4 separate regions of the Mus musculus genome follow, and all the other regions are linked to region 4. The links are chromatin contacts, called in public HiChIP or PLAC-seq maps. All regions are on one chromosome and are shown on one strand. The core of a region is the stretch at or near the end of the contact, and the rest is flanking DNA. Distances in the headings are between cores, read along the strand shown. Region 1 has its middle 21 kb from the start of Fut8. Region 2 overlaps Fut8 (fucosyltransferase 8). Region 3 has its middle 5.5 kb from the start of Gm40446. Region 4 has its middle 5.4 kb from the start of Gm35189.

What was found. HiChIP or PLAC-seq counts read pairs in DNA pulled down with a chosen protein or histone mark.
Region 1: a contact with region 4 is called in an H3K27ac HiChIP or PLAC-seq map of trophoblast stem cells, with 19 read pairs. The contact joins two enhancer-like sites. A contact is called at or near these places in 2 of 15 datasets of contacts at CTCF or cohesin (CD8 T cells and the NIH/3T3 cell line), 9 of 484 Hi-C or Micro-C datasets (3T3-L1-derived adipocytes, the HPC-7 cell line, adipose-derived mesenchymal stem cells and 6 more), 13 of 115 datasets of contacts at active chromatin or transcription factors (the HPC-7 cell line, bone marrow-derived dendritic cells, bone marrow-derived macrophages and 9 more) and 1 of 9 other capture datasets (embryonic stem cells).
Region 2: an H3K27ac HiChIP or PLAC-seq map of trophoblast stem cells shows a contact between it and region 4, with 5 times the contacts expected there. The contact joins two enhancer-like sites. A contact is called at or near these places in 1 of 484 Hi-C or Micro-C datasets (Th1 cells), 5 of 115 datasets of contacts at active chromatin or transcription factors (the 230-238 cell line, effector CD8 T cells, extraembryonic endoderm stem cells and 2 more) and 1 of 9 other capture datasets (embryonic stem cells).
Region 3: an H3K27ac HiChIP or PLAC-seq map of the HPC-7 cell line shows a contact between it and region 4, with 9 times the contacts expected there. The contact joins two enhancer-like sites. A contact is called at or near these places in 2 of 484 Hi-C or Micro-C datasets (the G1E-ER4 cell line and myeloid progenitors), 11 of 115 datasets of contacts at active chromatin or transcription factors (the HPC-7 cell line, T-cell acute lymphoblastic leukemia, embryonic stem cells and 6 more) and 1 of 9 other capture datasets (embryonic stem cells).

What each region holds. Positions count from the first base shown.
Region 1 is chr12:77,215,814-77,218,542 of GRCm38.p6, forward strand. No RefSeq gene overlaps it. Among named protein-coding and RNA genes, the nearest start is that of Fut8, 21 kb to the right of the region's middle. Within about 2 kb of position 1,273, at least 55 of the 459 cell types and tissues checked have an H3K27ac peak or open chromatin away from gene starts, as enhancers often do. A contact at or near this core is called in brown adipocytes, myeloid progenitors, peritoneal macrophages and 1 more, where this site is marked.
Region 2 is chr12:77,305,762-77,308,461 of GRCm38.p6, forward strand. The region is part of intron 2 of Fut8 (fucosyltransferase 8); the gene reads left to right. Among named protein-coding and RNA genes, the nearest start is that of 9530018F02Rik, 68 kb to the left of the region's middle. Within about 2 kb of position 1,255, at least 4 of the 459 cell types and tissues checked have an H3K27ac peak or open chromatin away from gene starts, as enhancers often do.
Region 3 is chr12:77,195,803-77,198,632 of GRCm38.p6, forward strand. No RefSeq gene overlaps it. Among named protein-coding and RNA genes, the nearest start is that of Gm40446, 5.5 kb to the left of the region's middle. Within about 2 kb of position 1,514, at least 82 of the 459 cell types and tissues checked have an H3K27ac peak or open chromatin away from gene starts, as enhancers often do. A contact at or near this core is called in the G1E-ER4 cell line, the HPC-7 cell line, kidney and 2 more, where this site is marked.
Region 4 is chr12:77,059,103-77,061,859 of GRCm38.p6, forward strand. No RefSeq gene overlaps it. Among named protein-coding and RNA genes, the nearest start is that of Gm35189, 5.4 kb to the left of the region's middle. Within about 2 kb of position 1,504, at least 189 of the 459 cell types and tissues checked have an H3K27ac peak or open chromatin away from gene starts, as enhancers often do. A contact at or near this core is called in the G1E-ER4 cell line, the HPC-7 cell line, brown adipocytes and 5 more, where this site is marked.

The DNA of each region.
Region 1 (2,729 bases), core at 23-2,522, 160 kb after region 4:
ACAACATAAAAACCTTTAGGTCCAAATTCTCTCTCTCTTCACATCTGAGTGAAGAGCAGCTAGGATATCCCCAAAGAATTTAGTGACCAGGTTATTTACTTGTTTATTTATTTATTTTTGAAACCCATATACCTGCTTTTAGGGCCTAAAGCTTTGTAAGTAGAGAAATAGGTGACCAACAAATGATACAATTACATTTAAATTTAAAATATTTTTGAAAAACCAAAAAGCACATCATGTAACTTGTTTTTATTTTAACGATTCAAACTTTAATCACCAATAAGCATTACAATTTCATAAAAGCAAAACAAAAATAATAAAGCGAGCACTCCATGCGAATTCTGAGCTATGTGGATTGTATTTACAGGATCTTACCATGTAGCTCAGGTTAGCCTTAAACTCATTGGCTCGAGTGATCATTCTGTCTCAGCCTCCTGAGTACTTGGAAATATAAAAGTGTGAACCATTGTTTCACCCAAATAAAAGTGCATGAGCTATTTTTTTTTTTAAATCCAGTTTTTACAACGTTTGTATGTGGAGGGTGTAGGGAGAGATGACAACAGGATCTTATATAACTCAGGCTGGCCCCTAACTCCTGTGTAACTACGGATGACATTGAATTGATATCTCTTTCTCCACTCCCAAAGTGCTGAGACTACAGGCATATACCTCACCCTCGGTTTTACTTACATTTTTTTTTCCTTTTTTTTTTTTAAGATGGTGATTTTGCTGTGCTGCCCAGGCTAACCTCAAACATCCCATCTTCTTCCATCAGCCTCTGTCTGCTTGGGTTTTGAAACCAGTTTTATGTAATAATATTCTTGGATCCTTTCCAGTTAGAGTGAGATCAGATTGTCCCCAGAAGGGCACCATGCAACAGGCACTTGAAAAACAAAGCCATGCTCAGTTTCTGTCACGTGACTCGTGACTCCGTAGGACCTTATCAATGTGTCTGACTCCTCGTCTGTGAGTTTAAGTGAGAAGGTCAACTTCCTTTACAAGATTGCCACGAGGACTAGTGATTTTCAATGCTGGCTTTGAAACAAGAAAAAGAAAAAAAAAGCAGGAGTCTTTCTGAGTAGATTCGCCTCTGTTGGAATCTGCCCCTCCCTTTAGGTGCCTGACATCCTGAGAAGTAGATGAGAAACTGAATGGTAACAGTGTCACATGACTTTTAAATGGCTGCAAATTCTTGACATAGTAACTCTGCGAAGCTTCGGAGTAAAAACATTAGTGACTTGATGATGACTAACCCAACAGTCCCAGCACTTCCGTTGGTTGCTGTTGCCAAAGGAGGAGGCAGGAGGAGAAGACAGGGCGATGAGGGGCGGGGAGCTGCCTTGGTTGTGACAGTTCTCCTAGACCATAAATTTAGCTAATTAATAGTATCAGCTGTTACTTATTATTTAATTCAGCAGGGCTGCTCTGTAATTCTACTACTCTTAAGTTGGCAAAGCATTTTGTAATGGAGCTAGCTCAATGAAAGATCCTATATAAAATGAAATGTACACTTCTTGTCACCCGGTGGGAGTCACCCTAGGGAGCTGCTTGGGCCACAGATTACGAAGATGAGTAGCTCACTGGGAGAGTACTTGTCCAGTGCCTGCCGGCCCTGGGTTCCAGTCCCAACCTGAAAAAGGGAAGAAAGACAGCAACATGGCGCCCCTGAGGATGTGGCTGACAAACACTTGTCTCAAGCCAGTCTCCTGCAACCCCTCAGTCCAGGAGCAGCAGCAGCCGGGAATGGTTTAGTGTTCTGCTTCAACAGAGTCACAGGTGTGGGCTCGCTTACTGAATTTGCCATCATGCCAGCTTTCCGAAAGGAGAAGAAATGAAATGTTTGCCTCCATTTACCTGCTCAGGGTGTAAGAGAGAAGGACACATGCGAGACCTGAAGGCTACCCCAAAGAGACAGTAAAAGTGTCAGGTGGTGTCACACCTGAAGGTCCCCTACAGTAACAATTCCACTTGAAAGTTATTTGTTGGAAAAGAGAAGACAGAAATCATGGGGCTTCAGAACAACATTCCCTTAGTGCACTAATGCTAAGTATTTTTGGGACGATTGACAACGTAAGCTTACTGGCAGGTAGAGAAAAGCCTGTAGGTCTACGCAGTAGTCTTTCTTAGAGTGTCAGAATGACCCTTTGGCCGTTTCATACCAAGAACTGTGAAGAAATGTTGTAAGACTTAAAAAAAAACCTCCTACTTTATTAAAAAGATGTTTTAAATAAAAATGAACATGGAGGCCCACAAGAAAGCAGCTCCGCACAGTCCGAGGTGAAACAGTAAGTGCCTGGCAAACACCAACTAAATGATGGACCAGGCGTTGCTGGGAGCTTCAGGGGTGAGTGATGCTCTGCAAGATCCAGGCTCCTCCTTGTGAGAATGATGCTCAGTGTTCTGGCCTCCGGTCTAATGGGCACAATCTGCTTTCTGGAAGCATTTTAGCCTCTTTGTGCTCTTCTAACAAAACACCAGAGACTGGGAACAATGTAAACAGTGGACATTTATTTCTCACAGTTCTGGAGGTTGGGAAATCCAAGATCAAGGTGCTAGCTGGTGAGGGCCTTCTTACACATCTTCCTCTGACAGAACCTGGCAACCTCACTTCACTAGAAGTAGGTGTAAGACTAAAAGGGGACCCCTAGCTGTTGCCCTCCAATCCTTTTATAAGGCACTAACCCATTTGTGAGAGTGCAAAGCCTTTATAACTTGGTCACTTCCCCCAA
Region 2 (2,700 bases), core at 5-2,504, 250 kb after region 4:
GCATTCATTCCCGTTTTCTTGCTTTTGCTTTCTCACTTCCTTCCTTTTCTTCTTCTCTCCATCCCTCCCCCATCTCTTTTTAAAAATTAGGTATTGTCTTGTTATTTATGACAAGCTGTCCTCAAACTTGTGATTTATAGTTGTGTGAGTCCCTTGTCCGTGTGTCCATCTCCCTCACTCTCTTTCAATAAGGCCTTGCTGTGTAGCCTTGACTAGTCTGGAACTAGCTAGAGTCACAGATCTTTTGTGGTGTTTTGAGACCAGTTCTCACCATGTAGCCTTGGGTGGCCTGGAACTTGCTTTGCAGTCTTACGGAGATCCATCTGCTTCTGCCTCCTGAGATCAACAGTGTGTGCCCACCATACTCTGCCATTTTGTGTTTTTTTTTCCTAAGAAAATATGTCTGTTTTTATTACTTTTGGTTGAATAGAAACATACAGTTGAAAAGTCTTATGCCATTACAGGCGCTTTTAAGATTAACTGGAAGAGCAGAGAGTGGTGGTGTGTGCATGCTTGTGATCTCAGCACTGGGGAGGTGAAGGTAGGAAGATTACAAGTTAGAAGTCAGTCTTGGCTATGTGTTTAAAAAAAAGTTAATAAATCAATTATTTTAAAAATTCCATAAATGTGTGATATTTCCAAAAAAAATAATTTGTTTTTTGCATAGCTAGGAATGAATTGAACTTTTGATTTTATTTAAATATAATACAAAATGCATTTTAAAATGTATGTGATGTCCCTTTTGTTTTATGATACTGTTTTTATAAGCAATTAAAATATATTAGAAGGTGCACTTGGGATGATTTAAAAGGATTCTGTGTGTTTATTGGTGTCATACATACATGTTATTTGGGTCATAGGTTGTTTTGTAGTTGTATAAAATATGTGGTATAATAAAGAGAAATGAAAAATGTATGTTTCTGCTTCTTTTTCAAAAAACACTGAAACTCAAGCAAGCTGACCAAGCTTCTTGTATTTACGTAACAATTTATACTCAGCGATGGGAACTCCTCAAAATATTAATCATATAGTAAAAAGTAGCTTTTAACAATTTAAATGTTCCCTTTTATAAAAATCTTTAGTTCTTTAAGGCTACTAGTTATTGTTATCACTTTAGAGAGTACTCAGGTGGTTCTAAGAAAAACTTCAGAACAGCTGTAGTAACAGCTGCAGATTTAGTCAAAATAGGCGTTTTAAAGGCTTCTTATTGCCCTTTCACATCTCTTTCCCTTACCCCAAATAACCCAAATGTTTTCTAAAAGTTTTGGTGAAATTGGGGTTCAGAGACCTGGATTACCATATGCTTGCTGTGCGCAGACTTGGTGGCTGCCTGTAAATTTTTGCTAAGGTTGTCTAGTTAGCTTGTGTCTGCATTGGTTTTATAGATGCACATGGCTTTTACACAGGCCAGTGTCTTTGATCAAGAGTCATCTACTATAACTACTCATAGAATTAATAGTTTCAGCTTAAATTTAAGCAGATGTTGCTAGTATTGCATTTTGACTAGAAGTAAAGGTAGAAATGCATATATTTTTTAAAGTGTTTCTTCAAATTTTTACTTTAATAAGAAATTGCCTTTAGTCTTATAAAAAACCAAATTTGGCAAATCTAAGTTTTGAGGGAAATCTATTATAATGAATTGAAAGCTCAGTACGTACCCTTGTTAGATACCCTCCCCTCCTTACAGCTTTATGATCTAGCGACGGGATGGCATTCGAGGCAGCTTTTAAGTCTATCAGGCAGGAATGGCTGTTAAGGGCTATGGAGGTTAAGGGTTATGTTAAGGTTATGGCTAACGCAGTGTTTGGAACTAGTTTCCATCACCCAGTTACAGTCTCTGTTTGCAGATGCAAATCATACTGACCATTGATCATAAGATATAACAGTATAACCTGGCTGTTATCCTGGTTGTACAGAATTATCTACTTAGAATCTGGTTAAAAATTGTAGTAACAATGCTGTATCATACATGGGGGAATTTGAAATTTCCTGTTAAACAGTTATATACTTTCTGTTAGACCATGTGTAACATGCCCCTATGCAAGTAACACTGTGCTCAAGGTGATAAGGACACAAACCTATTTAGGACAAGGTTCCTACCTTTAAGTACACTCACATGCATTAAATTAACCACCCGTGAAAGGATAAATACGTATTTAAATAGTTAGACTCAGGAACTCTATATCTTAAAGGAATTCTAAAGGTTTGATAAACTCTATTATTACGTGGGAAGAAACAATGAAGGGTAATGAATTGGCTTAAGTCGTGTATTAAATAGGGACTTTACAGGACTTTCTTTTTTTTTTTTTTTCCGTGGATATCTTTTTATTGGTTTTATAGCAGGAGCTCCGTGTAAGCTTTTTTTCTGTGATTGTAAATTCTTTGCTTTTAGTCTAAGAATACATACAGATTTATGAGACTAAAGAAAGGATATGTAATTATTATATGATATAAATCATTTATAATTCATGTTACTAACTTATATTAAAATCATATATATACATATATGTATATGTATGTATATGTGTATATATATAGCTTAAAGACAGAATGACATTTTAAGGAAAAGGTATAGACTTTGCAAAATAATCTAATGTTGCTCCTCTCTTTTAATTGTAGAATTTATTTATTATTTATTTATTTATTTATTTATTTATTTATTTATTTTGGTTTTCGAGTTAATTGTGGAATTACATATGC
Region 3 (2,830 bases), core at 264-2,763, 140 kb after region 4:
CCCCAACTTCAGCCTCTTAAGTTCTAGGAGTATAGGAGTGTGCAATCACAGGATCATGTTATGAATATGGTAAAGTTATCTTTGTTGTGAAAATAATTTTGTGTAATGTATGAATGAATGTGGATAAGCACAGGAAGAGAGAACAGACAACTGATAGCAGTTGATTTGTAAGATTTGTAAGATTCCACGGAATCTTTAATATTGTATTTTGATGATGATAATGTTCATGTGAGAGTTTACTGAATGAAAACCTTTTAGGAGTTTTACAGGAATTACACCAGAGACAAACGCTCAGACACAGTTTATACACAAATGATAGTATTTATTCCAGCTGGCTGGTATTACACTCAGGTATTCAGGACCCAAATGTAGCTCTGAGTATTTAGGGCAAAAGGTTTCTTAAAGGTAAAAACTACATCCTGTTGTCTCACTCTGTGCCTGTTGGGAGAGGTTTTGGGCAAGCAAGCAGTTTAGCAGTAGTTGAGTTAAGCTGGTAGCTGGGAGGGGATGTCTGCACAAGCACGCAATTCAACAGAAGATAAGTTAGCTGCACCATCTTGACCTCAGATCTCTAGAATAGAATTGGGTAATTTCCCACAGACTTCTTTATTAAGGAGCTCAAACTCTACTTAAACCTGAAATGACCCAGTAAAAATCCAAAATGGAAGAACCTCTGCACTGTCTTGCCCCATCACAGGAGACCTTGCAGCACAATGATTTAAGGTTCCGACTCTACTTCTGAGGAGTCTGTGAGATTCAACCACAATATCTGTTCTCTTGATCTCTGTTAGAGCTGTTCAGACTCCTGATTCTCTCAATCATCTCAGAAAAGAGCCAGCATGTAAAAAAGGGAGGTAACACTGTGTCTGGCTTCATAGGAGCCCAAAAACTTTTTTTTTTTTTTTTTTTTGGTTTTTTTTTTTTGGACAGGGTCTCATGCTGTAGTCCAAGCTATTCTTGAACTTAAGGTGATCTCCTGTCTGAGTACTGGGATTACAGTATGTACCACTATACCCAGTCATCTCACAAGCACTTTAGATATGAGTGATTACAGAGCAGCCATCCTTGACAAAGCTTATCTCTCTCATTTCTGAAATAAAGGGCAGAACCTTCAGGGAGGCCTCTCCTCTTAGTTTCTTTGTCAGTATTTTTCAGAAAGTAAGTTATCTGTCCAAGGCAACCTGAAACTGCAATAGAAATTATTCTCTGGGCTAGAGATGCCAAGATTGCCAGAAATTTAATGCAGCACAGCACAGCACAGCGCAGCACAGCACAGCACAGCACAGCACAGCACAGCACAGCACAGCACAGCACAGCACAGCACAGCACTTACTACCCTGCCTATACCTAGACCTCTTGCTTTGGCTGGTCTGCTGGTGACCTGTGAAGCTCTGGACAGGGCAGGGCAGGGCAGGCTTCAGAACTCAGCATGGCTCCCTGGCAGAGGCCAGCGAGTTGCTTGCCAACAGGAAGCCCTGGCTAGCAGGTCTTGAGGAAAGGGAGAGAAGAACTCTGTAACCACAGGAGCCAGGAAATGCTCATTATAGACTCTGTAAAGGGACCCCCGGTGTTTTCTGGGCTAACACAGAGAAGGACTATTTACTTCTCAGCGATGGCTTTCAGAATTGGAGAGCTCAAGCTGAAGCCAGGAACTGGGAACTGGGAACCACCGATCCAGATCATCACGTGATGGAAACACACCTGCGGAGATAAAGAACAGTGTGGCTCCCTAAGCAAGCATTCTTGTGGACGCTGCATTACCAACCAGGCTGGGACAATTTGTCTTTTGCCAACTAAAGACAAATAAATGCAGGTGGGCAGAGCAGGGCAGCTCCTCCAGCAGCCTTGTGATCTGAGAATCATTTGAACCCTACCCCACATGAGTGTTGCCTAGATAAGAGGTACGAGTTCATACTCCATCACCAAGGAGCAAGAAAAATACATGGCTTTAGTTTTCTAAATCAAGTGAAAATCAGGTTGTGGGCCCCACCTGGATCTGACTTGTGTGAGGGGTCACTGGTAAGACTGTGTTAGAATGCAAGAGCTTTGTCTAGTGGTGGAGAAAAGGGTGAGGACTTGAACTACTCAACAAAATCACCAGGATTAAAGTTGTTTCTTTGTTATGTGGCCTAGCTGGAAAACTCAATGTTTATCTTCCCAGTGCCTACTTTGCCTGCACTTTGCCTGCCAAATCCACTGTGAGGAGCCTTGTCTAGTTTGTTTGTTTGTTTGTTTTACCCAAGGTCATGTGTAGTTAGAGACTGTCCTTGAGGCTTTAGCCATGAGCTGAATGCTAAGTTTGGGGTGGGGGATGGACGGTAGAGGAGTTCTGCAGGAGCTTTAAACCCTTCCTGCAGACTTCACAGCAGCATTTCCCACTGTTACTGCTAGCTAATGCTTTCTCATTTTCAAATACAGGGCCATGTAACCATCTTACAGAGTTCTTTCCTGTTGGCCTTTCAACCAGCCTGCTGCCCTCAGACCCTGCAGAGAAGCACATTAGAGACCTGACTGCCAGGCACCAATGGCTTCCCTAGAGCCATGCACAGAAGAGGCGCAAGCCTCCGAGAGGGCATGGCTTTGAATGACCCTCTAGGCTTGTCGAATCTAGAAAGCCAAGGTCCTCTCCTCTGCTCCCCACCTCCAGTCTAACTCCTTTTTGGAGTTTGGACTTTGTCTTTTGACTCCAATAAAAATGAGGAACTAAGACCCTGAACACAAAGTCTTGGGTGACTAAGGAACTAAGGGGCATTGAAGGGGAACAGATAGACACGTTTCTTAAATCTGAAAGGGAAAGAAGCCTCATGTGATTATTACTCTGTTACTAGAG
Region 4 (2,757 bases), core at 254-2,753:
ATCTTGGGATGACTGAGATGGTAACATAGGTATGGAGAGAGTTAAGAATTAGAAGTCTGAATCCAAACTACCTACAAACCCAAGGTCCTGGAGCAAACCGTTTCTCAGCTCTTAGCTTAAACTTCATTTCTAATGTGAGGTTCAAATGAAATGAAACCTATGGTTGATTTGGATGCTATAGGGGATACACCACAGCTTCCCACCACCCTTCTCAAGGGAGGGCTTTCCTTAATAACTTCCAGGGCACAGGTCTCTTTCCTTGAAAGAGTTAGCGTATATGGGTATAAGACGTGAATGAAGTAGCATGGTGTAGTTTGCCTGGCCCAGGTTTGCCTGTTTGTTTGTGCAGGACAATAGGCTTGTGTGATGATAGAACTTAGGATCTGATAACTCCAGTTTTTACTTTACTTTTAGTTGCCCCAAGATTCAGTTTTCTGGTCTGTGAAATGAGGAGAATAAAGGGAGACTTTGGAGCGAGTTCAGAGGTACACACAATGTGTTGGTCGAAATGTCATGGTCAGAGTAAGGGGTCTTTATTATTACTCTTGATTTTAGAACAGAAAAACAAACAAACAAACAAACAAACAAACAAACATGCAACCCCACTCAAAGATGTAGAAAGAGAAAAATGGAACCCACTGCCTTTAGGATCCAAGAATAGACTTACTAGCAATCTTCATCTGCTCAATGCAGGGAAGGCAGGGAAGTCCCTTAGTCACAGTTCCTATCTACATTCAGATCACACATCTCACCAAAGAAAAAGATAAAGATGGTGGAAGCCATGGACTGTCATAACCGCATCAACATATCTACAGCAGTGGATGCATACAGAGACTGTACTTAACAAACAAAAGTGAATACTTCCGAATCTCAGAGCAAACAAAATCGGTGCATATTGGGGGTGTGGGGTGTGGGGTAATGTCCCCAGCTGGAGAAGAGTCCGGGTGGCTACTTAGACTCTGCTCAGCAGCCAGGCATGGACTTTGAAAGTAGCTGGTCAGGGGTAGAACTTCAGGCAAGGGGTGGAAAGAAACAGGGAGGGGTGGAGAGAAGGAAGCAAGGACTCCTTACACAGCAGCACGAGGCTGAGGAAGTGATTTCCCCTACCCCGCCCCGCCCAGGGGCTCATGGGAGGGAACCTACTGGTTCCCCAGACTCGTGAGAACTCATGCTTCGGAGGGTCTTATAAGTGCCTTTTGGAAACTCAGCATTTGTTAACTTGTCACCGCATAAAGGCAGGAGAGAAGCCTGACATTTTTCTGACGCCTGAAAGCGAAAGAAGAAAGGGTTCTTACTGTCAGGGCCACATCCTGAATGACAGGGGTCAGTGTGTGCAACCGATCCGTGTGGGCGCAGGCTTCTAATTATTTCCTGGATAACCTGTTATCTATTATCCATCAGGCGCCTTGCCAGAATATGCTAACGTCTCCAGAGTTCCTGCTCTGGAGTCTGAGGAACTTGTTTTCATTTTTAAAGGGGACGCAGGCGTTGAGTGACAGCAGCTGGGTATCACAGTAGAAGGGCTACCCTCTGTTGGGCTTGAGCTGATAGAGAGCAAAGGCTACTAAGGTGTGGGTGGGACGGGTGGGGTCAGAGTGGGGCGCCCGAGGGGGTGAGGGGGCCCAAGCCCCTGGTCAGAAACAAAACATTTTCTCCTCAGGACTCCTTCCCTCAGGCTTCTCTTGGAGACTTGGCTGTAATCAGAAATGTCTGGAAATTTTTTCTGAGAAAGTTGAGTTTTCTTAGGCTGTAGTCATTTGCTGGACAAACACGGAAGCTCTTCAAAGAACCTTCTTCTGGGAGACAGGGAAGGGAGGATCCACACCCAGGCGAGCTATCAACTATCAGTCACACCCTGGCCTATATTTGTACTAAAGCACAAAGAAAAGTCAGCCAGTGGGAGGGGACCACAAATATGGGACATTGTTCTGTTTTCTAAAGATAGCCCTTGTTCATTTATTTAAAATTTGGAAAGTCCAGGAAAAAAAAAAGACTAGAAGTTGATTTCTCAGAGGCCCATTGTCCTTGTTAACATTTTGGCTTAGGATGTACCCCCTTCCGCCATGTTAATTTATACCAACCCTTGAAAGCCAGGACTTTTAAGCTAAAAATATAATGCTTCCCTTTCATTCTTTGGAAGCGTGGGGAGGGCAACGTGTTGTTTAGCGCTGGAGTTTAAGGTCAGAGTTCTGGAACCCTCAGAAGGCCCATGTTGCCAGGCTAAAGGTGAGCCCTGCTTACTCCCCAGGGCCTGGGATGGCTAAAATCCAGGGCCTTTTGTTTCAAACAGAGCAAGGGGGTTAAAAGAGTATTCCAGTTATCAAAAGCCCACAGACATGGGGCCAGCTCTCCACGGAAGCTTCCAGAAAACTAGAGAAGGTGGAACAAAGTTATCGAAGGTTCAGAAATCGGTTGAAAAGGGACAGATGAGGTAATCAGATACTAGGTGGTTCCAGATTTCTGCCATGGAGCAAATTCCAGGCCAGAGCTCAGGCACAGAAAAGCAAGCCAAACTCCAAGCTCTTAGCGGAGCAGACAGGCCAGGAGAGGCCGGGTGGTGGGAATTGGCCTAGCAGAATGTAAGGGAGGCAGGAATTACACAACGCTGTCTCAAAGGTTTGACGGGAACATTCTGCTGAGCACCAGGCTGTATGGGCACGGGATCATAGGCAAGGCTCCAGGAGATGACAGAAAAAGCAGTTTTAGGGGCACTTACAACATTATACTTTTAAAAATTAGGTTCTGAATTTTAAAAGA